Regions from separate parts of the Sus scrofa genome. Here region 2 is linked to region 1. The links are chromatin contacts, called in public HiChIP or PLAC-seq maps. All regions are on one chromosome and are shown on one strand. The core of a region is the stretch at or near the end of the contact, and the rest is flanking DNA. Distances in the headings are between cores, read along the strand shown.

Region 1 (7,425 bases), core at 95-2,594:
TGTTTTCCTGACCTTAAAACAGGATGCTGGAGTAGCCTCAAAAGATGAAACTGTCTGAGTGCTAGTAAGAGAAAATAACACAGCTCTCAAAGGGATTAGAGGGTAAATCAGCAGCTTCAAGGCGGAGGTGCAGATGGATGCTTATACCCCCAGAGACAGACAGAAGCTGTGTCAAGTGGTACCTACAGCCCAGTATGAACACCACTTCTAGAATATCCATTTCACTTCAACAGATGCTGCACAATATAACAGAAAATTATTTATTTACATAAACCATATAAAAATGCCAAGCATGCAGTAGCCTGCTTAGTTCTACAGCCTTATATTCTCCAAAGTTTTATACTCCTTTAACATGAAAGGCACTTTCACAAAAGCATGAGAAAGATGGAGGCTTATAAAACTGATTTCAAGGCTATCATAACTCTAATTCTTTCCATTTGAGACCAGGGTTAGAAATTTTGAGTTCTTAAATGAGTACGAATCCAGGTCATCTGACTTTCCTAAACTACATTGCCTTTCTAGAGGAAAAAAAAAGATTTTATTATATTGAGATGACAGAGCTCAGGGGTTACACTTCTGATACTAACTAAAAATAGAGTGGATAGCCCACAGGCTCCTTTAACCAAGTTACCCAGTTGGTAATCAGCTGAAAATGAAAACTTTTCATTTTCCAGTAATCGCTCTGAGACACATGATTTTAAAGCAAAGCTAAAGTACAGCTCTCTCCGTTGTACATCCTAAACCTGACACAGGTGTTCAAGGATTCCCTCAGAACATTTTTTTTACACTTGGTTCCATCCAAGCTGGCCAGGTGGTCCAAAATGCTATTCAACTGAACACAAAACACACAGTTCTTACAGTAGAAGAATTAGAGCCTTCCTATTTTCTCATTCTAGCATGACTAACAGAGGATTAAGCAACTGGCCCTAACCCACAGTCTCTGGCTAAAGAAAGGGAAATTCACCAAGGCCTCCTCACTCAAGGGAACTAGAAGGGAACCAGCACTGTACTGTATGTTAATTATGAAGGAGTCTAAGAGATATTGAAAATAAAGAGAAAGAAAATATTCTCAGCGATTAACACCCATCAAATAAATATCTACAAATGTATACACTTTACAGGTAGTATATGAATGCCCTTAATTCTAAATAAGATAAGCCTAAATAAAGAAGACTGATAGGGACCAACCCATACTACTCGATTTCAGAACCTGCTGTTAGAGATTTTGAGAGAATTCAACAGTAGTGGCTGAGCATTTTTAAGTAGTTGTCCATCAATGGTTTTGAGGGTGTACAAAGCTGTTACATAATCTGAAGCTTCAAACTGAAAGAGGAAAAAGTGTTCTACAGCGACACCTACCGGTAAAGCAGGACATGACAGCATGACACTATTAGACAAAATAGTCTGATGTCTACATCCCTGCAGCAAATTAGAAGCTGCAGGGAAGAATCAAAAGGGAATGATACCCAAAAAGGAAACAGCTAAAGAAAACATTATACATTCCAGTGTCTGTAACTACAAAATAAGTTCAAAAGCACATCATGATCCTTCTTAACCAAAGATTTTCAAATCAATAAATCTGAAAGAGGTTTGCCTTGGTCCCAACTGGCCAGGTAAGTCAATTTTCTAAAGGTAAGATTTAAAAGATTTAAACATGAGTAAAGTCCAATTTACTCATGTTTCTTTTATATTTTAAAGAATAAAACTGGAAAAGGTAAAATTGAGCTCTGCAAAACAAACTAGAGACATTTTGTCAGTTTTCAATTTAAGTTGAAGAGTTAAAAAGGAGACATCTGCTTTAAAAATCTAAGTGTCGGAGTTCCCCTTGTGGCTCAGCAGGTTAAGGACCCAATGTTGACTCTGTGAGCATACAGGTTCCATCCCTGGCCTCCATCAGTGGGTTCAGGATCTGGCATTGCCAAAAACTGTGGCATAAGTCACAGATGCGGCTCGGATCTGATGTTGTCATAGCTGTGGGGTAGGCTCCAACTGTGGCTGTGATTCACCCCTGGCCGAGAAATTTCCATATGTCATGGGTGCGGCCATAAAAAGAAAAGAAGAAAAAAGAAAAATCTAAGTGTTATATAAATCCCCAAAGTTGCAGTTTCAAACACCACTTTTGAAAAAAAAAATGACCACCACGATAAGCAAAAGTCCAGATAATTACATTTTCCTTAAAATGCACACTTCAAAGGACTGGGTCCTTTTCCTGCTATACTTGCATGCATACAAAAATTTAAGAAACAATAATGTTTAATGTCACCAACGTCATCATTAACTTCAGACTCTCAATGCAAAACATCTCAAAAACCGTATACTGAGCCCAAGTGCTTCTTCTCAAAGTAAGATTTTTCGAATGTACTGTTTCAAATGTAAAAGATAATCTACTTCAAGTCCAAGATTCCCCATAAAACCTGACAGAAGTAAAGAACCCCAAATCCAGTATTATGGTATAATGAACGAATAACAGAAAACCTGGGTTAAGTCTTGGGCCATCCATTCACGAGATGGTTTTCCAAGAGCTACATAACCTTTAAGGAACCAGCCAATCTTCCTGAGCATTACTTTCCTCATCTCCGAGGCTGGAGAAGGGAACTGAATGGGCCTCACATGAAGGCCGCGGGCTAAAATCTCCTCAGCTTCTGTGATTCCCTGGCACATGGGACTGATTTGGGCATCAGTGAGTACACCTCAGTGACCCAATACACAGAGCAACAAGAGACGTGGCTTGATCTTCCCAGTATATGCTGCTACAAGGAATCAATACAAACAGACTGGCACTTTAACACTGCAGTGTAACTGTTTACCACTGAGAATCCTTTCCATTTCCAGTACCTTCTACCCGGTACACAGGCCGAACTCAGTATTTACTGAAAGGAAAAAAAAAAAAAAAAACAACTGCAGAAAAAGAATACTCATTATATAACACGCAAGACTCCAATACAAGCTTTGAATGTTTGTGCGTTTTGCTGATAATACAGGTACTTCTCTCCTTTACACATGCTCTTTGATACATTGTCTGTTTCACGACCATTACAGAATCAACCTGTAAATGCTTAAAAGGCTACAGATCCTCAAATCCAGACAGAACTTGCTCTGAAATTCCTGAATATGAAAGCTGAAACATATTTATTTATGTCCTATGTTTATCACCTGCCTGTTAAAACGGGTCCAGTTATTGAACCAGTGGGAGGTAAGAACACATTACACACCTGCCCACCAGTACCAGGCCCCAGAAAGCAGCTTCTTCAAGTGGAGTCACTCCTTTCTACCCAGGACTGCAAAGGACAAAATGGAAAAAAGAAGTGCTTCACGCATAAACAGCTCCAGAAAACTTTGGAAAACAATTAACATTAAAGTCTCCTACGACAGCGTTCTAGGCTTGGTGCTTAAGCTGTACAACGGGCTCTTCTCGTTTAGAAACTTTAAAAAGTGTAGCCAGTTCCGCAAAGGACAATTCATCTACTCTTCTACCTGTTTAAGTAAACTAGCTGGCATTTAAGGGAACCTAAAGTGACAGAGGAATACAAACTTTTACTCATAACAAAGGTGAATTAACATGCTTGCTTTAAAATGCAAACCGCATGTATCTTTTTCTCTTTACAATGATTCGTTCTCAGAAGGTAAATTTATGCAATAATTTTAATTGCTACCACTTTCACCATTTAAATGTAGTCCTTCATTCTCTAATCAAAGGTTTATTGAGCATCTGTTAAGGGCCAGACTCACTCAAGGAGTTAGGAATAAGAAGGAACAAGAAAAGGGAGTAAGACGGGAAGGAATACACAAGAAAATAAGTAATTTCCCACAGTGGAAAGTGCTATTTTAAAACGTTCTTTTAAGTATGACTACACTTAGCTGGTTTACTTTCTTGACACATATAAATACATTACTTGCAGACCTCAAGAAACAAAGAGTTGAAATCATTTCCAACAGGAAAGTTTACAGCTCACACTCAATACATATGTGTACTACAGTTTCAACATCCTAAATATGAGTCAAAGGAAGTATATAAGAAACCAAGAACCACTGAAATACGAGATGAAACATTTAAAACATCTGTCCTCTCTCTTTGCTGGGTCTGCACATGGAGGAGAAAGGTGAATATCCAACAGACTTTTTTTAAGAAGGGAGGACAAAAGGAAAAAATAGAAAAGGTCGCCCAGTATTCCATGGTATTCTATGACTCTCTAAAAGCAACTACAACGCACGTTAAGAAAGCGACATAAAGGCAAAAATATTTAAGCCAATGTTTAAGAACATTCAAACCATTCCCTCCCCATCCCCCGACACACCCCTGCAGCCCTCATAGAACATTCTCCTTTGAATTGTCCAGAAAGCTGCTGGTTTGGCACGAACTTATTTTCTCTGACTTTGGCCCATTTCCAAACTCCCAAAAATATGCAGAGCAAAGGCAAATTGTTTCTCCTATTCCCATCATCAATTCCACGACAAGCCAAGAAAGAGGAGATCAATATAATCTCTATCTCGGCTGCGCACTGCAGGTAGGACATCAGCTAGGAAGGGGCTACCCGACCCGACCAACCCGAGGCCGCGCACCCCACTGGGCCTGGCCCCTCGAACCAGCCCGCCAGGCCCACCCAGCGCGGCCTCCGCCCCGCGCCCACACGAGGAACGACACGGAGGATGGAGAAGACGCACGGCAGCATCTGGGGAGATGGATCCGCAGTGCCGCCGCCCGGGCCCCATCCCCAGGGCCGGCCCCGGCCCCCGGCCCCGGAGCGCCTCTGACCTCTCCGGGCCCCGGGGCTGCTGCTGCCGCCGCTGGTGCAGCTGCTCGGGCTGCTGGAGCTGCTGCTGCTGCTGTTGCCGCCGCCGCCTCCCTTGGCATTCTTGCGCGGGGCCATCATGCGCACCGCTGGAGCAGGCGAGGGGTGGGGGGCTCCCTCAGGGCGCGGGGGGCGCTGACGGCTGCTGGCGCTACAGCGGGTGCGGGCCGCGGCTTCTGCAGCGGCGTGGGTGTCTCAGCACCGCCCGCAGCGCCTCTGAGGACTTTCGCCCGCGTGCCTCCTGCGCGCGCCCGGCTCTCGCGCGCGCCGAACCAGTGTCTACCCTCCCCGCGCGAGAGCGCGCCCCGCTCCAGCTTGAGGCCACGCCCCTTCCCGGCTGAACTCCGCCCCCTCGCCACCAGCGGAAGGCAGAGTGACGAGCCAAGCAGCCAATCATAAAGGCTCCTATGACGGGGGCAGAACCGTATAGCGCTTCCCCGCCCCCTGCGGACTTAGAGCTGTTCTAGCGCGACTCGGCAGCCTGTGAGCGCAAGCCGCTTTCGGCTTTCCAGTCTGTCCTGGTCCTTTGGAACGTGGCAAACGTGGAAGGCGAGAGGGCTCTCGCGAGCGTTGGCGGACTCTGTACCATTGGGATGGGGCGGGGCGCAGAGGCGGGGCCGGCAACACGTGTGCAACGTCTGGACGGAGCCCACCGCCTCTAGGCCTTTCAGTGGGAATCCTGTTCACGTCCCACTTCCCTATACGCACGGATACCAAGGGATGCGATCCCCCTTCTTGTGAAAAAAAAAAAAAATGTGTTTCTTGTCAGTATTAATATTAAGACATTTCCGAAATGGTGATGCGAGGAGTATTTAATGCTTAAGCCATACGTAGTTGATTCATTCGATTTTAAAGCAGGACTTCATTTCGTTTGTGCCTTCAATATTTTCAGACAGCCTTAGTTAAGAGGTACAAATGCAAATGTAAAGCAAAAAGTTCATTTTCTTGCCCTGCAGGGCACTCTCTACCTGAAGTCTCTCCACGGGCCTGATGTCTACGTTCCTCTTGCCTTGGTGTCTCCAGCTGTGGTTCCCCCGTGCAGTCTCAGATTGCCTGGGTCTCCAAGTCCCCCTGAATTCCACACGTGGTCTTAAAAACATCTGGGTCCCTGGGATGAGCCAGACGGAGACTTGAGGTCAAAGACTGATCATCATCACCTTTGTGTCACCAATTGCCTGTACAATGCCTGGTGTGTAACAGAGAAGCCAAACATGTTTGGTGAGTTGATAGTTTTCTGGTAACTTCTTACTTCCCCCAGTTCTTGACCATGTTTCAGAGCACCTCCTGGGAGTGTCTCAAAAGGGCTGAGAACCCACACCGTTGCAAAGTGATACCTGCTTTTATTCCTCTTCTCCAGCCCTGCCACCCCCATTGGCAGGTCCCTGGCCCCACCAGCCTCTTCTGATTCACAGAAGCCCACCGAGGGTCACATTGCATAAGGAGGAAACTGCCTTTCTCTCCTTTTTGTGAAATAATGTTAGATAGTTATCAAGACAGAGCAGGGGCAGGGAAGTTCACAGAGTTTTTACTGAAGCAGCTCTTTCCATTTTTATCTTACAGTATCTCATTCTCCCTTCATTTTCTCCCATCCCAGGTCCCCTTACCGTTATTTCAATAGGGGGAGTAGTGGGGGAAGCATAGAAGATCTGGACTAAGAAATTAATCTAAGTAACAAAATTTAATAAAAAACAATAATGAGAACTAAACTGACAAAACAGTAATATTTGAACTCTTGAATTCTGTCAAAACCCTGTGGTTGTGTCCATTTTTTAGGGCTGAGGTAACTCAGGCCCAGAGAGGTTAAATAAAAGTCAGGTCACAGAGCTGGTAAGTAATGGAGCAGGGATATGAACTTGGTCCATCTGGCTCCAGAGTCTATGGTTCAAATTCTCCTTCCAGGACAAGGCTTGGTCTTGAGCAGAGACTGTCTCACCGGCTCCTCCTTCTCTGAGCAGAGGTCCCCCGGAAGCCCCCTTGGTACTACCTGCAAAGGTAAGTCTGAAAACACCTGATGGTGGTTACTTAGCAAGGTTCACCTCTTTAAGGAAATCAAGTTTCTTTGATAGCTGACTCCACAGTGTGATAAAGTGATGTTTTGCCCCTGCATTCCCAAAAAAACCAAATCTGGTAACATTGACAAGGTACATAACTGAGTATCTTAGGCAGTATCAGGGCAAAAATAGAGGCTTTGTAAATGCAGATCACAGGAAGTTAGAGGTTTCCTGACTTCCTCCTTCTAAGGCAAGGAAGCAGCTACAATGACATTTATACATTCAGTATTATAAAATAAAACTTATAACAATATTCATGACATTAGGTACTATCAGCTACATGCAGTTTAAAGGACTAAATTCCCTCTAGCTAAGTACTAGTATTATACATTTTTACATCTGTTTATACTTCCCTCCTTATGAGCATTTTTAAAAAAAGCACAAAGCAAGTTTCTTGGATCCATGAATTTCTTCACATAGGTCCTTTTCTCAACATTGGGATGGAGGAGGTTAGGGAGCTAAGCTACTTTTGAAATTAAACAAAAGGTCAAAGATACCTTGTTAGCCTACCCTCATTTCTATGATTTCTGAGTAAGCTATGAATGAACCCTGGTTGCAGCAATGTTAAAAGGACTGTAAAGGCA
Region 2 (6,636 bases), core at 1,198-3,697, 960 kb before region 1:
TTCAGTTCTACCTCTTACTCTGTTAACTTGAGGCATATCATTTAATCCTTAGTTTATTCATCTTTAAAATGGCATTATCATTCCTGTTTTACTGATCTCCTAAGCTTATTATTATGGTCAAACAAGACTGTATAAGAAGAGAATTTATTTTCACCTTCATACTGTCAAAAGTCATGCATATATTTTAAATAAGAAGACTGTGTTAGCGTAAACTTGATTATAGAACTACATAGCTTCAGTTAAAACTATTTAATTTATATTGAAGTGATATTTGGGTGTCTGGCAGGTATCATGTAGTCTAAGCTGAATAATTGCTTAAGATACTAAGTGGAAACCCGAATAACCCTATTTTGAAACCTGTACTGTAGTGTGATACGTATCTTCAATGTTTTCCATTATTTATCTGCCATACCAAGCATGTAATGGCGTCACATTACTTGTAGCCGTAAAACTGGAGTCTAGAGGATTGGACACTGAAACCAGCATTTTAGTTGGTTCTTTTTAGAGCAGTGGAAGGCACATCAGAATAATCACCTGATGAGCTTAGTAAAACACTGATTTCAGGAACCAGAGTCTAGAGGATTGGACACTGAAACCAGAATTTTAGTTGGTTCTTTTTAGAGCAGTGGAAGGCACATCAGAATAATCAACTGATGAGCTTGGTAAAACACTGATTTCAGGACTCCACCCCAAAGTTTCTGATTCATTAAGTCTGGGGTGGGGCTGATGATTTGCATTCTAACAGGTTTCCAGATGATGCTGATGTTGCTGATCTGGGCACAACACTTTTGAGAATCAGCACTTTAACAAAACCATATAATTCATCATCCAAACTGATCCGTCATTTGTCAGGACACCAGAAGTAACTGAGCCTGCTCCTGGCAAACCAGGATTAGGGTCATCCTAATTTTACCTAATGGAGAAATCTTTTTACAAGGAGGTTTGTATAATAAATCGTCACCTGGTGGATGACTCACAGTGCCCAAGGTGTATTTATTTGTTTATGTTAAATTGCCAACTGATGATTCAGTCACATTTTTCCTTGATCCCTGTCCTTGTAATTGTGAATTAAAGAGAGGTTTTCAGCTGATTTATTTTACCATGAATACTAGCATAAATATTGTAGATGAGTTCTTCTATTGGCTATGTGATCTAGTGAGATACTGGAGAAGACTTTTTTTTTTGTCTTTTTGCCTTTTCTTGAGCCACTCCCCTGGCGTATGGAGGTTCCCAGGCTAGGGGCCCAATCGGAGCTGTAGCTGCTGGCCTACACCACAGACATGGCAACGCGGGATCCAAGCCGTATCTGCGACCTACACCACAGCTCACGACAATGCCGGATCCTTAACTCGCTGAGCAAGGCCGGGACCGAACCCGAAACCCCATGGTTCCTAGTCAGATTCGTTAACCACTGCGCCACAACGGGAACTCCTGGAGAAGACTTTTCAAATTTGTCTTTTATAAGCTGTTGTAACAGGTACATATTACATTGCCTCCCAGGGTTCAGATATGTGTGTGAGTGCATATATATTTCTAAAAGAGTGGTTTCCAAACAGCATTTAACCTAACCTTACTTAGTATATAGTTAATATTTGCTATTCTGATTCTTTTTTTTTTTTTTTTGTCCAGTTCACTTTTTAAATGAACTAGTTGTAACCCACTAAGTTGATTTTGTAACCTAACTGGTTATAGCCTGCTGTTTAGAAAACACTACGCAGAGGACCTCTTTGGTCCAACATACTGTGACATTCTGAGATTCAGTTTTCTTCATTATGATTTTTCTCACTCTTAAGCCATTTTTCCACCAGTAAAACAAACTAGTTTGGGAAAGTCCTAAGAGTGGGAGGAAGAAAGGAAAAGGATGCTATTTTTACCACATTCTGCTATCTTCCTTGCTACTAAATTTAGCATTGTATCGTTTATTCCCTATAACATTTGCAAATGCTCCACTTTATGTTTCAGTTTTCTAAAATGTAAATTGCTCCTTGCTTTGTTTTTATGAAAATATGCACTGAAAAAACACAAACTAGGTCTTTCCTAAGACTATCTAAACTCAGTTTATATTTAAAAATAAAACTCTCATCTTTACCAAATTCAATTTGGTTTATTTTAAAGAAGGATGTGTTAATCATACAAGTTCTATCAGAGTCCAGCTAGGAAAAAGAAACCCAGGAATTTACATAGGGGAAGTCTGGTGTAAAGAATCATTGATTCTGATGGTGGGAGGTGGCTAAGAGAAACGGCAACAGCAGGCAGAAGGCACAGCCAGACCTCTGGAGGGGTGCGGCTGAGGCCTTCCGGATGGCGGAGAACTGCACTTGAGGGCCATGGTGGATTGGGAAGCTGTGGGTCGCCTTTGGGGGGTGAGTGTGTGGTGCTGTTCTTGGGGGCCCACAGAGAGCTGTGGGCCCTGCTTCCTGCTGATGACACTTCCTGTTGCACCAGCTGTCAAGGGAGAGAGTGTCCTAGTCTCTCCAGCAGGGCAGAGAAGGTTTGAAGCTGGAGGCCCTGGGTTGAGGAATGGCGCACCAGCGTGCTTGCTAGAGCTGCCGTTTTCAAAGGGACATTATACTTAGGGGCAGATTCTATCAGGGTTGCAGTTCTAATTTCGTGCAGTCATGCTTTTATTCTCTAGCATCATTTTTCTATCTGAAAAATCTACTGTTGAATAACGCTTTTTTTGAGAATTTACTTTTTAAAATAAAGACTGAGTTTGTCGTTATGTAGAAAAGGCAAGTCAGTCCCTTTGTGATCTTTTCAGTGGGCATGCAGTACGCAGGTTTTGCATTCACTGAGTACCTACTTTGTAAGCCAGGCCACAGAGCAGAGTGGTTTTCAGAATACGAAATGTTACTGCTCCTGAGGGAGGCAGGGAGATGATAATCACAGTATACGGTGAGAAGTGGTATGGCTATAGCGTGGGATGGAGTGCTAGTCTGCCTGTGGGCTCTGGGGAAGGAAAAAGCACAGATGTGTTACCTTTTATTCTCTACATGCTGTTTCTTTTATTCCTCGCAGTCGTATTCTGAATAAGGTGGGTGGTACGATTACCATTATAGACATAAGCAGACAGGCACAGAGACCTGAAACCATCGTCACACTCAGGATCCACATTTAGTCCGGTATCTGTTATCTCTTAAATTGGTGATGTACGTTGAAATGCAGGAGGCAATGATAGTAAAAGTTTACCAAATATAGAACACAGGACTAATAATTTAAAAAGTGAATTAGCTGTGTCCCTGCCCTTAAGGGGCCTGTAGTCCAGCAGTCCTGGTAGAATGTCATAGGGGCTCTGATTGAGCTACTGGAGAAGCTTGGAATTTCATAGGGTCCAGAGTGCCTTCCTCCTCCTCGGAAAACTGAGGGTAAGATGGCATTTAAGCTGGTCTTCGAAAAATGAACAGGGTTTAGACAAGTAGAAATGGTGAATAATCAAAATGTAAAGGCAGGAAAAAACAACCAGAAAGGTAGCTGTCATTTATTGTGCATCTGCTAAGTGCCATACCTTATACCTTCCTCAGTATAAGCCATCCAGCTTCACTGTAGTATAGACCATGTGTCAGGCAGTTACTGGAAATAAAAGATAAGCTCATTAGACGTGTTGGACCTAAGTATTAGATTGTGACAGGTTAAGGTAGAGTTTGAACTACAAACACAGTTGAAAATACTGAAGTTTTTAAAGGAAAAAGTATAGGACTGGAGTTACGACTAAATTATAAATTATCTACACACACACGTGTATATATATGTTCACGTTGTAATAAGCAGCAGAGACATCCTAGATGTTACATGTAATCCTTTCCTTCTAGCTTCTCATTCATCTCTGCTGAAGCCCTGTGTAGGACAGATTAGCAAGATGGGCTGTAGGTAGACGATTATTACAGTGGTCCAGGTAGGAGGTAGTAAAGGCCTCATCTAAAGCAACAGTAGTGAAAATGAAAAGTTTATTGGTGACAGTTGGAATTAACAGGATTTAGACAGGATGTTGTAGGGGCTGAAAAAATAAAAGGTGAAGGTAGTTTTCAGGCACTTTTCCATCTCAGGAGTACGTACTCCAAATGTGGGCTATTTTTCAATTATTTTTAATATAAAAGTAATGATGCACATGAGTGTATTTCAACTTGTGGAAGGGCAGAAGATTGGATATGGGGCAGGTGAAAGATGACATTATACCAAGAGAAACAGGTCAAGGGAAGTACAGAGTTTAAAACTTTATATAGCCTACTGCTTTCTCCCCTGCTCTGTGTGTCTCTCCATTTCTCATAAGGACCTGTGTCACAGAATTCACCAACCTGAATCCAGGCTGATCTCATCTCAGAATCCTTAATTATATCTGCAAAGGTCCTTTTTCCAAAATAAGGTCACATCCACAGTTTCTAGGGGTTGGGACTTGAACATCCCTCTTTGGGAACCACTTTTTAACCTACTGCAATAAGCCACCAGGTGAATACCTAATTGCAGTCATTGAGAAGATTGCTGCCTTAGATTCCAGGGGAGGAGGTGTAGAAATCAACAGCATGAAAACAACACTGTAGTCGTTTTATTTAAAAGAAAATTATAGATTGTGAATATTTTCTTCAATTTCAGAAAACATGTATTTAAAAATTTGAAGTTGAGGTCAGATTAGTTTGGTTGGAGATTTTGTTCCTCAGCTCTATTTATCTTGAAGAATCCTCTAGCATTTTTATTAAAACTTAAGCAAAATTCAAACTTTTTGTATTTGAGCCTTAAGATAATTCCTTTGAATGTTTTGTTTTTCCCATTTTACAGATGCGGAAATGGAGCTTAGTTTCTGTAACTAATTTGTCTGAGGTTACAAGATACAAAACAATACAGATGTACTTGAATGCTGGTGTTACTGTAAAGCTTGTGTTCTTTCTGATGTACCATGCTGAGTTTATTAATTTTGTATTTTAAAATAGAGTTTATTTTCCATGTTTCACAGATTTCTCAATTTGGGATGTTAGCAAAAAGAATAAAATTTTATTCTGTACAGCAGGGGGAAAAAAAAGAATAGAATTTTCCATGTTTGCAAAATAAGCTACTGACATTTAAACCAACTTGCCACATCTCTCCATGATCTGTGTTTGAGGTCTGTCTTTTGTATGACTTTAAAACACATAGTTCTTCAGCGAATTACTTTCACTGATGATGAGAGGTCATTCATTCATGGAACTTTTGTTACTTTCTGTTTTGAGGGCCCAGTGTTGTAGAGAACAGTATACAGCCATGATTTCAGGATGACAGTTGGACAGAACTTTATTTGATAGTGAGGAGTTGACCCTGGAACTTTTTATACCTTTGCTTTTCCTACGTTTTTTAAATTAAAGCTGTTTGTCTTATGATTTTAAAAATGGAGCCATCATCAATTTTTTTTTTAATTAATTGTCTTGAAGTTAGTGGAAGTTGGCCTAGGACTAGGGAAATAAACTTAGGCTAGTGTTCCTTGTGGAGAACGACTCATTGCCTCAGTGGGAGGTTTATTAATTGGATACTTGGGCCTAATCAAAGGCCCAACTGAATCAGCATCTCTGGGGTGGGGTTTTAGGATTCTGTTTTGTTTTTTGTTTGTTTGTTTTTGTCTTTTCTATGGTCGAACCTGCAGCATATAGAAGTTCCCAGGCTAGGAGTCTAATCGGAGCTGTAGCCGCCGGCCTATGCCAGAGCCACAGCAACATGGGATCCGAGCTGCGTCTGTGACCTACAACCACAGTTCACGGCAACGCCAGATCCTTAAGTCACTGAGTGAGGCCAGGGATCACAAACCCGCAACCTCATGGTTCCTAATTGGATTCGTTAACCACCGAGCCACAATGGGAACGCCTGGGATTCAAATTTTTAATGAGTGTTATTTTGTATTTGTTTGGCATGGATATATAGTATTCAGGTATTTAGTTCTCACCACAACACTCCAGTCCTAGTGAGGCCAGTGTCTTGGACCCTGAATAAAGGAAGAAGGTACAGTGACTTCATGGTAGGATCATTAACGCATTAATTTGTATTAATTACAGAGCCATCAAGTAGCTAAAGCAGTATTGAGAAAGAAGAACAAAGCTGGAGGCACCATGCTTCCTGATTTCAAAATAAAAATCTGTCATACTCAAAATGGTATGGCATTGGTATAGAAACACACATAAATGGAACACTATAGAGAACCCAGAAATAAACCCACACATTTATGGCCAGTTAATTTATGACAAAGGAGTCAAGAATATACAGTGAGGAAAGAACAGTATCTTCGTTCAGTGGGAAAAACTGAACAGCCAGGTAGGCAAGAATGAAATTGGACCACTATTTTATACCATACACAAAAATCAACTCCAAATGGACCAAAGACTTGAATGTGAGACCTGAAACCATAAAACTCCTAGAAGAGAACATAGATGGAAAGCTCCTTGACATCAATCTTGGTGAAGATTTTTTTTTGGCTCTGACTACAAAAGCAAAAATAACAAATGGGGAGTTCCCATCATGGCTCAGTGGAAACAAATCTGACTAGTATCCATGAGGAGGCAGATTCAATCCCTGGTCCTACTAGTGGGTTAAGGATTCGGCGTTGCCATGAGCTATGGTGTAGGTTGCAGAAACGTCTTCCATCCTGTGTTGCTCTGGCTATGATATAGGGCACCAGCTGTA

The links. HiChIP or PLAC-seq counts read pairs in DNA pulled down with a chosen protein or histone mark.
Region 2: an H3K27ac HiChIP or PLAC-seq map of alveolar macrophages shows a contact between it and region 1. The contact joins two enhancer-like sites. A contact is called at or near these places in 2 of 2 datasets of contacts at active chromatin or transcription factors (alveolar macrophages and skeletal muscle).

Annotation. Positions count from the first base shown.
Region 1 is chr4:71,901,005-71,908,429 of Sscrofa11.1, reverse strand. It overlaps ASPH (aspartyl/asparaginyl beta-hydroxylase), which reads right to left and starts at 5,539. Exons shown (of 24, transcript XM_021089332.1): 1 at 4,754-5,539. The coding sequence starts at 4,871. LOC102158507 (a long non-coding RNA gene) reads left to right here and starts at 4,434. Exons shown (of 3, transcript XR_002343299.1): 1 at 4,434-4,505; 2 at 5,747-6,008; 3 at 6,690-7,425. Within about 2 kb of position 1,344, at least 8 of the 83 cell types and tissues checked have an H3K27ac peak or open chromatin away from gene starts, as enhancers often do. A contact at or near this core is called in alveolar macrophages, where this site is marked.
Region 2 is chr4:72,860,147-72,866,782 of Sscrofa11.1, reverse strand. The region is part of intron 1 of RAB2A (ras-related protein Rab-2A); the gene reads left to right. Among named protein-coding and RNA genes, the nearest start is that of RAB2A, 19 kb to the left of the region's middle. Within about 2 kb of position 2,447, at least 8 of the 83 cell types and tissues checked have an H3K27ac peak or open chromatin away from gene starts, as enhancers often do. A contact at or near this core is called in alveolar macrophages, where this site is marked.